Linked DNA regions of Zea mays: all the other regions are linked to region 3. Evidence: chromatin contacts called from public Hi-C data. All regions are on one chromosome and are shown on one strand. The core of a region is the stretch at or near the end of the contact, and the rest is flanking DNA. Distances in the headings are between cores, read along the strand shown.

Evidence for each region. Hi-C and Micro-C count contacts between places; a contact is called where the count stands out from the background.
Region 1: a contact with region 3 is called in a Hi-C map of endosperm, with 2.6 times the contacts expected there. The contact joins the promoter of LOC103626268 here to the promoter of LOC100282493 in region 3. A contact is called at or near these places in 9 of 25 Hi-C or Micro-C datasets (bundle sheath, ear, endosperm and 4 more).
Region 2: a Hi-C map of tassel shows a contact between it and region 3, with 3 times the contacts expected there. The contact joins the promoter of LOC100192933 here to the promoter of LOC100282493 in region 3. A contact is called at or near these places in 4 of 25 Hi-C or Micro-C datasets (bundle sheath, ear, endosperm and 1 more).

Annotation. Positions count from the first base shown.
Region 1 is chr5:41,165,689-41,168,883 of Zm-B73-REFERENCE-NAM-5.0, forward strand. LOC103626268 (UTP:RNA uridylyltransferase 1) reads right to left here and starts at 1,815. Exons shown (of 6, transcript XM_008646661.4): 1 at 460-1,815. The coding sequence starts at 1,686.
Region 2 is chr5:41,293,547-41,296,929 of Zm-B73-REFERENCE-NAM-5.0, forward strand. LOC100192933 reads left to right here and starts at 1,829. Exons shown (of 11, transcript NM_001138115.1): 1 at 1,829-1,992; 2 at 2,128-2,271; 3 at 2,390-2,488; 4 at 2,569-2,674; 5 at 3,216-3,383. The coding sequence starts at 1,990.
Region 3 is chr5:40,904,345-40,907,612 of Zm-B73-REFERENCE-NAM-5.0, forward strand. LOC100282493 reads left to right here and starts at 1,781. Exons shown (of 2, transcript NM_001155402.2): 1 at 1,781-2,214; 2 at 2,627-2,951. The coding sequence starts at 1,881. The coding sequence ends at 2,643.

The sequences.
Region 1 (3,195 bases), core at 565-3,064, 260 kb after region 3:
CGTTCAGTTCCTTACAAATGAGTTGAACAACAAAGAGCTTGCTGTTGCCATGGCCACAGTGCAGAGTGGGAAGTGCGAGGGAGAGGTGATTGGGAAAAATAAACAAACAAGTACTCCGTCCTTTCCAAATTATAAGTCACTTTGACTTTTTTAGTACACTGAATTTGTTGTGTGTGTGTGTCTATCTATCTATCTATCTATCTATCTATCTATATATATATATATATATATATATATATATATATATATATATATATATATATCTTGATGCATAGCAAATTCTATTTAGCAAAAAAAAAGTCAAAGCAACATAATTTGGAACGGAGGGAGTACATTGTAATGGCATGGTGAGTACAAAAGGTTGGAGTGTGGATTGTTGGACTATGAAAATTGGGCAATCTAGAATTAAAATCTAGTTGTTCATTACAGACACGGGTTATGAAAAATGATCCAATTTACCTTACTCCTCAGGATAGGTTTTTCCAACACTACTCCCTTGGCATCACCATTGCCATCAATCAGCAGATTTTGTGCCATCTGCTCAATTATAGCATCTTCCCTGTCACCACCATCATCTTGTTCATCATGTCCAGCAAATCTAATCTTACTCTTTTCATATGACACTTCAAACTTACTTGCCTCCACTACCCCTTCTTCATCAATTCCATCCTCCAAAACTACTTTCCCTATTCTGCCTCCTTCCAAACCACTCGCTTGATTCTCCGTAATTTCCACTGGAACTGAACTGCCAGCAGGTATTGTCAAATGGTGCACCTCCTTCACCAGTGCCTTACCAGATGTGTAATGGGCATTCACATTTGGCAGCTTCCGCGAAGCATAGCCCTTGTCCTCCCTAAGACCCTGCCACCTCTGCTCCCTTTGTAGCGGATTGGTTAAGCGGGATTCATGCTTGCCATGACCACCATGTGGTGCCCTGCCTTCCTGGACGGGAGGCATGTACTGATCTACATGGAGCCTCCTGCCACCTAAGATAGGAAGTGTATGCTGCTCTCCAATTGGCATCCTGCCAAACTGTCCATTGGCATTGATCTCAGGCGGGGTCCGTGACAAAAAACGATCTTGCTGCTGTTCCCTGTAAAACTGCTCTCCGTGTCCATGAGGCATTCTGCCAACCGGATCACGAACATCTGCAAGAGCCGGAACGAAATCCACGGGACGAGGATTGTACTGCTCCTTACGCAATACCACACCAGATGCACTCCGCGCATCACGGGCAGCAGGAAGTGGATGCGACGGCTTGCCAAACCCTGGAGGCGGCGCCCCCGACCGAGGCCTCTCCGCCCTAACCGCATCCCCAGATCCGAACCCTCTACCGCCAAGAGCAGCGAAGGGGTCCCCTGGAGCGAATCGGGGATCCGAGAATCGGGGTTGCTGCTGTACGTGCGTGGTCGAGGTGGAGGACCACCCGAAGTCCCCTCCTTGCGTCTGCGCCGATGCGGCGAAGAGAGGCCCCACGGCGGCGACGGCAGGGTCACTAAAGAAGTGGTGCGCCCCCGGGGCAACGGGGGACGGGGCGAGGATTTCCTCTCGCGGGTGCGCAGAAGGAGGGTTTTGGAGGAGGCGGAGTAGGAGACCGCCGTCGAAAGACGCCGGTGAGGTGTGTGTGGCAGTGGATGGCGAGGCTGACGTGGGGCGGCCGCCACTGCGACCGGAGGAGTCGGCCATCGGGGGCGGCGAGGACCTGGGCCTCTGTGACGATATTTTCCCAGCTTTGGTACCTTCTCGTTCTATTTTTCATGATACTGCCCTGGTAGTCGGAATGGAGCAGCCGTTTTCCAATTGTTTGTTGATAAAAAAAAGGGAAATTTGGATCCATACCATTAAAAGATCATCACTTTGGATCCATACCATTACTATCTCACTTACATGTGGGTCCACATGAGTCAATGACATATGGGGTCCATGGTATATATCTAAAGTTTGGATCTTTTAATGGTATAGATCCAATTGTTCCTAAAAAAATGAGCCCCTGTACATTCCGTCTATGGGCCTGTATAAAAAAAATGAGCTGTCTATCTCATCTTATCTATATCATCTTATATCTAAGCCGCTACGTATCTCGTCTATCTCATCTTTTATTTCAAACTTCACTCTAAATATTATTATCTACGGTATAAAACACATTGTTTTACAAGATCTGCTAGATATAGTCTAATATTTTTCTTATTAAAACCCACACAAGTTTAGGATGTTGTTTGTGCTTCGGACGCGTGCTCACATCCTCCTCTAGACCCATCGTTTTTATCAAATAGAGCTATGAGCGTCCGTGTCATGTTTCCTCCTGGACTCTCCCTCTCTCATATTGACTACTTCTCCCTTCTAGATCTGCCTCCTCCCTCACGAGGAGGCGCGGAAGCAGCAGTTGCATCTTCAGCAGCATGCGAGGGCAGGAGCTAAAGGGAGGAGACGCTCGAGAGGAGGCGGATGGCGGTGGCGGTGGCGTGCCAGGTGAGAAGCTCGTTACCGAGGGCAGTTAACACGGAACATGTGGCCATGAGGTAGCCGCCTTAGCTCATCGTCGGAGGAGGAGGACGTACGCAGATGGGCGCAGATGAGGGGGAGATCCGAGCGGTCGAATCTCAGACGGGCGATCGGGATTAGGTTAGGTCTTATTAAATCTGGGTCATCCAATCTCAGACGGACGCCTGGGATCTAACGGCCAGCCTAGGCTAGGTCCCTCGACCACCAGCGGTGGCGCCGCTCGTGTCCACAACGGAGGCCCGCCAGAGATGAGGGCGCGAGCACGCTGGGGCCCGCTGGGACGCCGAAAAGGGCTCAGGGAGATTCAGGGCGGTGCGGCGAACACGGCTAGGGGCACAGCACCGGCACAAGGGCGCTGGAGGGGGCGGTTCACGGTGAGGCGGCACGGCGGCGGCGCAATCCTACTCCGGTGAGCAATCGCGCACAACCAAGGGCAGACCAGGGGGAAATAGGGGAGGGGCTGGGTGTTTACCTCGAGAGGAGACTCCGAGACCCTTGAACGGTGATAGGGACACGACGAGGGCCTGGATCGAGGGCGGCGGTCCTCCGGCTACACGAGGGAAAGCTCTGGTGAGCACGGGCAGATAGAACCAGAGGGGAGAGGGCAAATGGAGGCGCATCTCGAGTTGCGGACACCGAGGCGGAACTCACCGAAGCAATGGGCACAGCGAGGCCTCAACGACGGCGGCATAA
Region 2 (3,383 bases), core at 579-3,078, 390 kb after region 3:
AGAGCAACCTTGTAACCCATACGCAAAGCATACTCACCAGGACGTAGGGTATTACACATCTCCAAGCGGCCTGAACTTGTAAACATTGTCCATTGTTCCTCGTGCATCAGGCACGAACCATTTAGCTACAGTCGGCGACATCGTCCTACTCCTAAAACACCTTGAGGGGCAACCCCGGGTGTGCGGTCGGACCCAAAACACCGACAACAACCATTGTTCCCTTAGGGTTTTTATTAAAACATGAACTTGGTGGATATTATAGAAGAGATTTTTTATACCCCTAGATTCCGGGTGTTACAGCAGCGAAAATAGGCTGGGGAGGAGGGCGAGGGGCTCAGAGCTCTATGGTGGTGGTGGCTTCGATTTCTGGGGGCCTAAAGCAGACGGAGAGGAGAGAGAACAGGAGACTGAGGAGGGGAAGCGAGGCAAGGAAAAAGGAGAAGAAATGTTTTTTTGGCTTGCTATGTATTCCATCACTACTTTCTCTCTCTCGGCCCCACGCTGCAACGCACGGACACCCACCTATTTGTACATAAGTTATCGTAGTATTCTATGTTTCCGTTGCAACGCACGGACACCCACCTAGTTATATTTACTTTCCTTGTTCATCTATTACATCTTCATACTTTAATCAATTGAAAGATGAATATGAAGCTCGATTTAATTATGTTGCCTTGTTTTTTATATCTCGAAGGTATCAAAAGTGTGTGGCCAACACTTTTCTTATAACACATATTTTGTACATAAGTTATCATGTTATTATATATTTCTATTGTAACGCATGTGTATTCACCTAGTTAATATATATGTGCATTCCTCTACAAGTACTCTAGCCACAACCAGAGTGATGTATTTTAACAAGGGGTGGAAGGAAGGGGCAATGATGTCTTTTTTTTGGCTTAGAACTACGGTGGTGGCATGTTGGCATGCATGCATGGCTATCTACGACCGCAAATGGTAAATGTGTTGATGAACTCTTTATCTCGACAATTATATAAAGGATAAACTAAAAGTGGCTTAAAACATGTAAAAGTGGCTTAAAACATGTAATAGTTTGACTCGGCTCGCTGCGGCTCGGTCAAGTAACGAGTCGAGATCGACTCGACTCGCTTCTCTGACGAGCTTGAAAAGTTGGATTGTCTTGGCTCACGAGCCGCCTTACCGAGACAACGACCCTGACCATAAGCATGAAATCTCTCTTCAAAATATAATATAAAATCTCAAAAATAATTTAAGTAACACATTTTATATTATTAAAATAAATATAATATTATTATAATATAAAAAATAGGTTAATATAAAAAATAGTAAAAATTGGCTTGGTTCTTCATCTCTAGGAATCCGGTAAGGTACTTTTAGAATACCAATGTGTATAATAGATTAATATTATTAAATTTAAGTAAAAAAACTACGTTTTATGGAAATGTAAGAATGAAAGAGAAAGAAAGAATCCACAGTTTATTATCTTTATTTTTTATTTTATAAGAATACTATAGATTCTATTAATATATAGATTGAAATATTATACATATAATATAAAGAACGTAAGATAGATTGAATAAAGAAAAAAGGATAAACAAAAAGGGATAAAGGATCTATCGTTCTATGAATCGAGCCACCGAGTCGCTCTGGCTCGTCGAACTCGAGTTCTTTTCTTTTCGGCCCTAACCGACGGCGACCACACGAGACCCGAACGGTCACATTTAGCACACTCTCCAGCCGACCTGTGGGCCTCGTGCGTGTGCGTGGTGTAGACTGCTCAGCTGACCGGCCCGTGGTTTATATTGCCTCTCTGGCTCGCGTATTTTCCGGTACACCCATTTTCTCCTGCAAAGATTCTTTATAACCATTTTGACGGTGGTGAGCCCGAAGCCAGCGAAAACCATCAATCCCATTCCTCTCCTCCGCTAGTAGCCGCCAAATCGACGAGAAGGAGCCGAGGCCAGGCCTCCACCAAGTATCAGATTCCACGCCCTACGAATCATCGCAATGGTGAGTATTCGCCCGCGGCGGCCCCGTCGAGCTATGTGTGGCTTACTGCTCGCATAGCCTCTTCCGCCGTGGGCTTGGATTGACGGCCCGGTTGTTTGCTGAGGTGAGGTCCTGCTGTGTGTGTGTTTTGTGCAGACGAAGAAGCAGCGGAGGGAGGCGGGGGCGATGCGACGGCGAGACCGACACCACCATCACCGGCGGCAGCCGCGGGACGAGCGCTGCGTTTCCTGCACCACGTTTAACATCCTGGCGCCGATCTACAAGCGCATGGACAACGAGGTGGGTTGGATCTTGCTCTGCTTTCCCTTTTGACGGGGAATCTATTTAGTTAGTTTTGGTTTGGTAGAAAATTCTGGCTCGTAGTATATTGACGGTCGGTGTTTGGCATTGGGAGCAGAATTGCAGGGAGAGCCAGTACAGGGCCTACTGGTTCAGCCGCAACGAGAAGATTATTGACCGCCTTCTCGCTGATCACTCCTCCATCATCTGCCTTCAGGTGAGCTGAATCTAGCTATTATTCGGCTCTTTGATCATGTCTGGGATGTGAGCCATCAGTAAATATGATTCTTGTAACAGGAGGTATGGTTGGGGAACGACGAGCTGGTCGACATGTACCAGAAGCGTCTGGGAGACGCCAATTACATGCTCTTCAAGCTTGCACGCACCAACAATCGTGGAGACGGTGAGCCCTGATTACTCATTTAAGCTTGAGCCTGGAAGGATGAGGAAACAGATATTGTGCTGTGTTGTTGCTGCCACCGGCTGTTTGTGCAAACTGTTTTTTGTTTGTATTTTGAAGGTTCATACAAATATAAAATAATTTATTGATCTAGGAAATCCTGATCATAGGCTATAATAAGAGGTGACATTTCCGGGACTGTGCTTTTGAAGGGGACAATGGTAGGAATTCGACTTCGCCACTGTGTCCCCTTTTCGAAACCCAAAGTGAATTGATGTTGGGGTTGATGGTCTCTTTGTGTTGAATACCACTGTTGATGATGTCTAAAATGATTATCATTGTATTGTGACACCTATTTCCCTTTCCAGTGTGGATAATGGCTTTGCCAAATGCCTATGGTGTTGACATCTGTGGTGATTGTCAATTAGTATGGGATCTATGTTCTCTTCCTGAATGTTTTGAAAATGCACATAGACAGATTTGAATTTGATGCCATGTAATGCACCTTGGTGTTTTGTTTCCTTAAAGATGAATTTCTATGCAGGTCTTCTTACTGCTGTACATAGAAACTACTTCAACGTTTTGAATTATAGGGAACTGCTGTTCAATGACATCGGTGATCGGGTAGCTCAGCTGTTGCATGTGGAATCAGCGATGCCATTCTTACAAAATCGAAGCACCAGCTGTGTCCACCAGCAGAGCCTCATTGTCA
Region 3 (3,268 bases), core at 531-3,030:
AGATATCCGGAACCGCGCAAGGTCCCGACTAATCCTCGTTGGTGCCCCTACGCAAAGGGAAGCCCACGCGAGGGCCAAGCACCTCGGTCGAGTAACTCCATAGAGAGTCGCGGATCTTCTCCACGCGCAAGTGGTGCTCCACTTCTGGCTCCTCTCGGATGCTCCCCTCCGTCTCCACTATCGAGCTTCCGGTCGAAAACGCCGTGGGCCTTGTTCCCTCCGGTACACGGTGGCGGCCGTGACACAAACGCGGTTGTCACGGTCTCGCAAGACTCTCGCCCCACTCGGTACAATTACAACGGCTCGTGCAAGAGCCAAGGGGTTGTGTGGTTTGTCTAAACTCACTCAACTAACTAGGTTTCACCTAGAGCAAGCGCTAATGCGGTCTAACTAACCTAAGCACTTCGCAAAGCACCTACGCTAATCACCGAGTGATTCTATTAAGCACTTGGGTGTAAGAGCACTTGGGGATGTCTACTATATGCCTTGGTATGTCTCTTGGGCTCCCACACATGGAAATGGCCGGTTGGGGGTGTATTTATAACCCCCAACACAATTCTAGCTGTTGGACAAAAGCTGCTGCTCTCTGCAGCACACTGGACAGCGCACTGTTCCTTGTCCGGTGTGCCTAGCCGTTACCCTAACACTGCAGTTGACCGTTGGCGCCGCAGACTTTTCACACCAGACAGTCTGGTGCTCTTTCCTCCACAGTGCCACCTAGAACTAGTCGTTGGGCTTCGGTTCCCTAGTGCACCGGATAGTCCGGTGCTCCTCGCACAGACAGTCCGCAGGCAACACATGCTTCTTCTCTTGGACTCCACTTGATCTTTATAATGTCTATTTTGTGGTGTTGCTTTCCTCAATGTCTTGGTCCAAGTTACTTTAGCATCCTGTGAACTACAAATATAAACACTAGTAAACACATTAGTTCACAGGTTGTGTTAATCATCAAACATCAAAACTCATTGAGCCAAATGGCCCGGGGTCCATTTTCCTTACAAATTCTTTTGCCCTTGCCCTTGATTTGTTTTTCATTCTCGCTCTCACTTATATTTTCACAAATTGTAAAGATAAACAACATACTCAGTTTCTTTGTGTAGAGGTCCTTGTCGGACTTAGTGTCCCCGCTGAAGAGAAGAAAAACTCGATCGATCTCCATGACTATTTGAGAGAGGAAAAAGGTTGAAAGAGACCCGTACTACGTGGACCCCTCAACGGAGAGTAGGTTCTTTGAAATCGAACCACGGGAAACAAATCACCCACATCTTTGTGTTGATCCTCATTTGCAATTTGGTTGTTCCTCTCCCTCCTCTCTTGCACTTGATTCCATATCAATTAAGTTACTCTCTGAAGTAATCCGCAATCATTTGAGCGACTTGTGCAAAGAGAACTCTTTCCTCCGCACTCCGATTGTTTCTATTCTTGTTGTAACACTAAGCCAGTATTAAAGTTATGTCTATCTAAGTTTATAAAATTTAGATTTCATGTATTCACCTCATATAGTTTACTTTCAACCGCTAGGCCCGATGCCCGGCTGTCCCGCTCACAACATCATGTGGGAACGACGCTGTCACGCCATCCGGTGCCTGCTCCCACTGGCTAGGCTACAGTCTGGTGCTTGAACAAAAAAACGGTTAAGAGGGTCACACTGATGGTGTTTGCATGAAGAGTGCTTAACCCAAAAAAAAAGCACCCTGAAAACAGTTCACAAAATTCGCATTGCCATGGTTCCCAAACCAACCTCAAGAGGAGACTATAAATACCAAGTGCCATCCGGGTCTTAGATGCACAACACAACGCTTATATTACTTACAACAAAAGATAAGCCCACGAATCAGTAGATCGAGGTCCCGCCCAGTCCAGCAGAAGCGCACACGGAGATGTCCCAGCTGAGCCCTGCTGGCCACATGGCTGCGACGCTCCTCCTCATCCTCCTGGCCTCCGCAGCAGCAGCAGCGGTGTCAGCTGACCAACAGGTCTCTGCCTGCCAGAATGACATAGACGCACTGTGGCGCAGCTGCAAGCAGTTCGTCCAGAAGGAGGGGCCCAAGATGCCTCCGTCCGAGGACTGCTGCAAAACCATCAAGGCCTTAGACGCGCACGCGTCCTGCATCTGCGACTACGTCGGCTCCCCGGACGCCAGGAATAAGCTAGACCTGGACAAGGTGTTCTTCGTTACCAAACAGTGCGGCGTCACCGTCCCCAAGGGCTGCGGTGAGTATAATAGCTTTAGCTGGGCATGGCCAATGATCATTTGAGAACGACAATGACATGCTGGCCCGCTCACAGTAGCAGCCAGAGAGGGTCCTGCATGTCGATGTCAGTCAGCTCATGCTCCACGTGGCGTGATCATGGTGGAATAATATTCTGTCATCAATCAGACAAGTAAACAGACAGGGATATTTACAAGCATATGAAAACAACCTACTCAGCAGCAACTCATGTGAAGATCAAGACTTGCTTACCTGTGACCTGATGACTTTTTACCACTGCACCTGCACAAAAAATAAACCGTTAGATTTTTAGATCTCAGGTAGTTATGGGCTATATACATAGATTAAGCATTATAGATCTCGTCTGTTACCATCGCTTTTACTGCCCTCATTTCGTGTCCCTTCCACTGCAGGATCAAAGCAGGACTGAAGAGCGGCTGAATCTGAATGGAGCAAGTTGGCTAACATACGCACGGCAGCTACAAATACTTATAGGAATAAATAAAGTTGGTCAACTGTTGGTTTCATGGTGTTGGAGTACAACAACTGTACTGTTCTTATCCTCATATATGATATATGAACTCTAGTTCATCACATAATATAAATCTGTAAGAGAGCCCAGAAACATAGATGGCTCATGGGACAGCTGGAGAGGCTTATTTTCTTTCTACCATCCAGTTTCTGATTCAACATAAACAAAAGCGAATAAAAAACATGTAAAAATATGCATATTCAAAACCAGCATACTTACAATTTGGATTTTATTCCACAGAGAGACTGATTGCTCAAGTTTAAATCAGTCAACTGTTTGGTCTTCTTCCATAATAATTTCTCAAACTACTTAAAGACTGAAATTTTGACACCAACATGTGGGCTCCAGTATGCATAATTGTATTGAACAAATGCTGCAAACGCGGAGAACATAATATGCCTACCAGGATACCACTTATAATTGCTGATTTTCCTTACTGCATTAGAATGCTGTTCTAAATACAACTGCTATAAGCAAAACCTGTTTCTATAATAACTTCAGACAGCATTACAAAGGAACAAGC